Linked DNA regions of Mus musculus: region 2 is linked to region 1. The links are chromatin contacts, called in public HiChIP or PLAC-seq maps. All regions are on one chromosome and are shown on one strand. The core of a region is the stretch at or near the end of the contact, and the rest is flanking DNA. Distances in the headings are between cores, read along the strand shown. Region 1 holds the start of Prrxl1 (paired related homeobox protein-like 1). Region 2 overlaps Wdfy4 (WD repeat and FYVE domain containing 4).

The links. HiChIP or PLAC-seq counts read pairs in DNA pulled down with a chosen protein or histone mark.
Region 2: a contact with region 1 is called in an H3K27ac HiChIP or PLAC-seq map of VIP interneurons, with 7 times the contacts expected there. The contact joins the enhancer-like site here to the promoter of Prrxl1 in region 1. A contact is called at or near these places in 10 of 39 promoter capture datasets (the 3T3-L1 cell line, Sertoli cells, embryonic stem cells and 3 more), 3 of 15 datasets of contacts at CTCF or cohesin (hippocampal excitatory neurons, pro-B cells and stem cell-derived epiblast-like cells), 50 of 484 Hi-C or Micro-C datasets (B cells, ECoMG myeloid progenitors, the HL-1 cell line and 28 more), 16 of 115 datasets of contacts at active chromatin or transcription factors (VIP interneurons, astrocytes, bone marrow-derived macrophages and 10 more) and 2 of 9 other capture datasets (embryonic stem cells and embryonic trunk).

What each region holds. Positions count from the first base shown.
Region 1 is chr14:32,597,791-32,600,745 of GRCm38.p6, forward strand. It overlaps Prrxl1 (paired related homeobox protein-like 1), which reads left to right and starts at 1,618. Exons shown (of 7, transcript NM_001347590.1): 1 at 1,618-1,756; 2 at 2,156-2,274. The coding sequence starts at 2,241.
Region 2 is chr14:32,967,636-32,970,662 of GRCm38.p6, forward strand. Wdfy4 (WD repeat and FYVE domain containing 4) reads right to left here. Exons shown (of 59, transcript NM_001146022.2): 55 at 1-17. Among named protein-coding and RNA genes, the nearest start is that of Lrrc18, 22 kb to the right of the region's middle. Within about 2 kb of position 1,541, at least 3 of the 459 cell types and tissues checked have an H3K27ac peak or open chromatin away from gene starts, as enhancers often do. A contact at or near this core is called in VIP interneurons, where this site is marked.

The sequences.
Region 1 (2,955 bases), core at 368-2,867:
CGGACCTGGAGGGAAGCCGGACCCGCGAGTTCGTCGTGGCCTGGGACCGAGAAAGGGTCTGCTCCGGGCCTCGAAGCTGTGTACTGGCCGGGTGGTCGCGCCATCCACCGCACGGGGCGGCTTGGCTCGCCGACGTTCTCCACTCGGGCCCGCCGCTTGGTCTTGCGGGAGTCTGTGGCCCTGGAGGAGAGCTGGCGCGGCGGGTCTGTTCGCTCCGAGCCGAGCAGTCATTTTCCAGCCTCTTCTTGCTCCCAGCAGGGCCGATTCCGGCCGGGAGCGGCTGAGCCTAGAAAGGGCCGCTTGAGTGCAAGAGGCCCAGCCCAGCCTTGAGTCCGCCGGAGCGGTGCCGCGTTTCTTCCTGGCTGTTTTCCCAGGGGTGTCCACTGGCCGGCCAGAGCCTCAGCACTCAGTTCTCCAGCTCCGCGCTACTTGCCCCGGTCGCTGGTCCACGAGTGGGCCCGCCAGGCCTTTTGTTTCCAAAGCTCTGTGTCTTTAAGATCAAGGGTGGATCTCAGGCCGGGCAGGGACCCGACCCACCACTCCGCCAAGGCTCTCAAACGCAGCATTAGAATGTTTATAAAATATTCAATTTATGTAGTCTGTCCAAGAAGCCATTGTCCCAAAATAAAATCGGCAGTCTAGACGGAACACAGACACCAGAACTTATCAACAGTTGTCTGATTCGCATCTTCTGATGCATCTTGAGTGGGTCATAATACCAACTTTATTTTCAGTGGTGCATAAATTAATTACACGCATTTAATAACCAAAATATCATTATATTCCCCCTTTAATATCATAAAGGCTTTCCGCCAGGGAAGCACTTAATAGTGCAGGGGGCCGTAACGGGCTATTATCCTGGTGTAATGCTATTACAGAACCAATTATGCGCCATTAGACTTGCTTTTTTTGCAGTTTATGTGATTTGATCCAATCCCGCGCCCCTGACTTGAAAATTTCAACCCGGTACTTTAGAGTTTAATTTTCACCCAGGCAGAGAGAAGGGCGGTCTCTCTCCGCTGAGTGTCTGCCTCGGATGCATTTTAAAAGTAATTGCGAAGGGTCCCACTGCATATCATTTGCAGGGAGAAGCGAACATAAATTCAGGGACCCCTTGCTGAGAACAAAATCAAACTTTCCTTTTGTACGATCGCTTGGAAAGGGAAGCCGTGTGCAAAGAGTACCCCCAAAACCCATCCGGCGGCGACAATTAGCAGCGCTTTGGTAATTTTGCAGTCCTGGAGTCTCCAGGCCTCTGACAAGGGCGAGCCCAAATCCAATCTCACTCAGAGAAAGAAGGGTTGAGACTGAGGGGGCCCAGAGGGCTGGGGTTGGGGTGAGTGTTTAAAACATAATCTCTTTTGGGTGGGGGATGATATTGGTAGCTGTTGTTTTTATCTTCGTTTAAAAGAAAAAAAGGGAAAAACATTCCTGATGTTTGCTGAGAAGTGACGGATTTTTTTTTTTTTTTACACCACGTGGGCCATTTGTAAGGCCCAATAGACCTATCCAAGTTACTCGCTGTAGACAGCGCTGGAAATAATCAGATTAAGGCCAATTATGCGTGAGATTATAAAGGCGAGTGCTGAGCGGCGGCGCGCGCTGTAGACAGACAGCAAGACATCTGGCCACTTCCCCAGTCACTTCTCTGGTCCTGCGGGCGCCAGCAGCGCCAAGCCCCGCCCGCCGCCAGCCGAGCCCCGCGTGCGGACTAGAGGCGAGCGCACTCCGGCCTTCTCGCCCGCCTCCCGCAGAGGTAGGCAGGGTTCCCGTGCTGCTCCCCCGGCTCCCTGCGCTGGGCCTTGGGACTTCACCGGCTTTTGGCCCGAGCTGCTGCGCTTGCAGATGGCCTTGCGCGATCGCCGGACCCAGCTGCGGTGGCCAAGTGCAGGGCTTGTGGTTGGGACCCCTGAGAACCAGGAGCCAGACTGTGCCCAGCTTGGTGAGGGCGCGGTTGTCCAGCAGCAGGACCTATGCCGAAGGCTGACCGTAGGGTCGTGGCTTGGGAAGGGAGGTGCAACCACTTCTCCCACCATCCCCGCGGTGGCCCCAGGGGACCAAGGGCTTCGGGAAGGGCTTAGTAGGAGGAGCACTCCCTGTGATCCTCGGGGTGTGCGGGCAGGAGACTCAGGCTCTATTGCTGTTTGCTTTGCAGCCAGGCCGGAGCCACGCACAGGCACAAGTCTGCCAGGCCGCTACCAGCCCTGGTCCAGCCATCAGGGCCCATCCGACCGTCGGCGATGTTTTATTTCCACTGTCCGCCACAGCTAGAGGGTGAGTAAGCGCCGCTTTCCCGGGCTGTTTGGCCAGGCCAAGCTAGCCAAAAGGGCCGGGCCACAAAAGGGTTGATAAGTATTGGGGTCTTCGCCCCACAAGGTGGCAGCCTCTTGGCAGGGTTTAGGGGTACCCTTAGCCCCCCCCTACATCCAGCTCCATCCCTCCGCCCTGGTGCCACCTGCCTCCCACCTCCCTCTCCGCCTGGGTCGCGCTGCCCCGGGCTATGGGTGCCTCAGGGACGCCTGGTCCTCCCAGCACAGATGCTGGTGTCACGCCTCTAATCGGGGCTCCTCCGCCCAGGGGGCCCGCATCAATCTTTCACGGTGTTTTGCTAACATCCCAGAAAACCAAAGCAAGTTGAACTGCCCTCTGAGTCCTGGGCTCCACTACGTGTCAGGAAGGGCCTACTCTCACCCTGGGCGTTGGCAAGAGTGCTCCGGGATCGCACACGAAATTCTGGACAACTTAAAGTCAGTTTCTAGCGGCAAAGCTGTCCCTGGATGCAAGCTCCCTGATAGTTACCTGTCAGGAGTGTCCAGGAATAGTTTCATCTCAGCGATTTACTGAATTTCTGACTACAAATGACCAGCTCGTCAGCCCCCAGGACCAGGGTCTGGTTGTTTAAGGTCTCTAGACCTTAGGGGGGAAATGCCTTTCCCTATTCCTGGTGTGTTTTCT
Region 2 (3,027 bases), core at 291-2,790, 370 kb after region 1:
GTGTGTCCATACAAGGCCTAGGAACAGGAGGCACAGCCACAGGTTAGGAGAGAGACTTGCAGTATGGCTACTAATAGGTTGCCTCTGCTTCTGGGGGCCAGATGAGGAAACAGAGGTTCAGAGTGAGTCAGTAATTTTACAGACAAGTGATTACGTGGGGGTGGGGGGCACATGTGTGTCGGCCTCTCAGTCACATCGACTCCTAGGACCTGGGGAGAAGCAATAGTCAGTCCCTTTGTAGTCGTCCAGCAAGGGGCCCAAGTGTCCTTATGCCTGTCTGCTCCTTTTAATCTTCTTGAATCTGAAGCAGCCCCTCGGACTGTGAGTATGCAAAGGTTTCAAATGGCAAAAGACAGCCAAGCTAGCAGGCTCAGCAGATCTGGGGTCTTAGTGGATATGCTCCTGGTCTGTTAAATGAGAAACTCTGGTAGTGGCACCTTGGAATCTGCATTTTCTCACACACCCCCATCCAAGAAGTCTCATGCATACTTAAGTTGGAGATGTATTACACAATGAGAGACTTGAAAAAAAGCACTCCTTAAACCAGATTGGAAAGAAAGACTGCAAGCCAGGTCATTATATAAAAAGTGTTCAAACTTTTGTTGTTTTATATTGAGAAAGGGCTGTTAACAACATAGCCTAGGCTAGTCTTGAACTCGTGAACCTCCAGTCCAAACTGGAATTACAGTGTTAGAACTATCAGCATGAGCCACTGGGTCTGACTAAAGATGTGCATCAGCATCAGGCTGACAGGTTTGGCAGAGAGCACTTTTACCCGTTGAGTTTTCTGGCTGGCATAAAATGTGACTTTTTCAGACCTATGGATATGATATAAGTTCATGCCCTATGGTGTCTTGGGGACTTGCTCTAGACCTTCAGGCTTGGGCTATTTGGTCTTAGGCTTCATGGCTGGCTTTGAAGACAGTTCTTTCCAGATATCTTAAGGGGCCAGGTTCCTCCTGGGCCCAGTGCTCCTGGCTATAGTGAAGACTCCACCCCAAGCATCCCAGAGAGATACCTGAGCTGGTTCTATTTGAATATGCCTGCCATTCCTTAGCGTCTGCCAGAGGAGCTCAGAGGTGGCACTCCGGATGGGGCTGGGCTGGCTCAGCAAGGACAGAGCTCCAGCCCTGCCTGGCAGAGATAAACTGCTCACTCTTTTGGGTCAAGTAGACTGAGCATCATTTTTCAAAGCTGTCATTTTGCCTGGTCACAGCTATTAAAAAATTTTGCTACAAGCTCCCATTTGTCCTCAATGGATCCTAATGAGACATCAACCAGATGGTGGTGGCAAATCTCTGGACATGACCCATTGAAGTTTGAGTTGTCTCAAAAGCATGAAAACAGAGGAAAAAAAGAGATTGACAAGAATCCTCTGACCTTCAGAATGACCTGAGTCTGATGATGAAGTTCTGACCATGAAAGACATAACACCACCAAAGGACACATGCAAAGGGACCCTGACAGTCCCTGAGGTGGGTAGTCTGGGGCTTCAGAGAGTATGGCTCTGAGTCTGAGTGGCAGCACAGGCTGCATTGTGGACTCAATCAGTCTGCTTTGTGCAGAGAGGACTGTGTGCACGGCATGGTATGGCATTGCCTACATAGGCATGGTTTGCTGACATCCATCGGCCCAGAAACTACAGCGTCAGGGGACATCCAGTGCACACCATCTTGAAAGGCAGGAGACCCAAGGCAGAGCCCAGCAGTTCTAATGTGCACCCAGTGGGCTCTTTTGTCTTCCTTTCCTTTCTTCCGTCTCCTTTCTTTTTTTCACTTTCTTTTCTTCTTTTTCTTTGCAGAATGCATGTAACTAAAACGACTTTGTTATATCATCCTATGTCTAGCAAAATATAAATACAACGCAGTAAAATCAAACCTCTCAAAAATAATTTCCCATGACAGCCTGTTGTGGCAAGGTGGGTAGACTCAGTTAATTGTTGATGGCATTGGAGAGCTATAGGGTAGTTTTGGAAAACTTTGTATGATTGCTCAGTAACCCTCTTCAAACTACATCATAAGGAAACAATTAGTCAGAAGCAAACAGCGCATATATATATATATATATATATATATATATATATATATATATATGACATGTCTTCTGTGGCACTGTTGAAAATGGTTAAAATTTGCAAATAACCTAATTGTCTAGTTTTAGAAGAAATGGTTTATTAAACCGTGGTACACTGACATAACAATTGAAATGTAATTTTATGGAAATGGAATCATCTGGAACAATTGAAATGCAAATTATAGAGGCTGTAGAAAAATGAAAACAATTTGATAAGCTAGCTGAAAATGGAACAAAAATATCTGTATAAGACTTGGAAAGGTATAAATATGCATATAGGGGTCGGTAGTGTGCAGAGATGAAAAATTTTTATAGAGAAAGCAAAGAATTTCTTATTTTTAAAATGAATTTAAAATTGCCTTTAATGTTTCACGTGTTTGAAAACAAACACATTGTGAACTGTATTGAAACTATTTCATAAAGACATCAAGGAATACAGGTCAAGGACAGGCCCCCTTTGATGAACAGCTGGAGGTCTCTGTTCTCAGCCTGCTGTGGGCTCAGTCCATGGCACCTGTCTGAAAAAGTTCCATTTCCTGGATTTATGAACTTGAGACACTTGGCTTCTTTCTTTCTCTTTTTCCTTTTCCTTTTCCTTTTCCTTTTCCCTTTCCCCTTTCCCCTTTTTCCCCTTTCCCCTTTTTCCCCTTTCCCCTTTCCCCCTTTCCCCCTTTCCCCCTTTCCCCCTTTTCTCCTTTCCTTTCCTTTCCTTTCCTTTCCTTTCCTTTCCTTTCCTTTCCTTTCCTTTCCTTTCCTTTCCTTTCCTTTCCTTTCCTTTCCTTTCCTTTCCTTTCCTTTCCTTTCCTTTCCTTTCCTTCCTTCCTTCCTTCCTTCCTTCCTTCCTTTCTTGTTTTTTTTGTTTTTTGTTTTTTGAGAAATGGCGGTTCCTCTGCATAGCCCCTGGTCCAGGAAACTGATTTTTTTTTTTAGCCCAGGGCTACATGGGAGCAACAG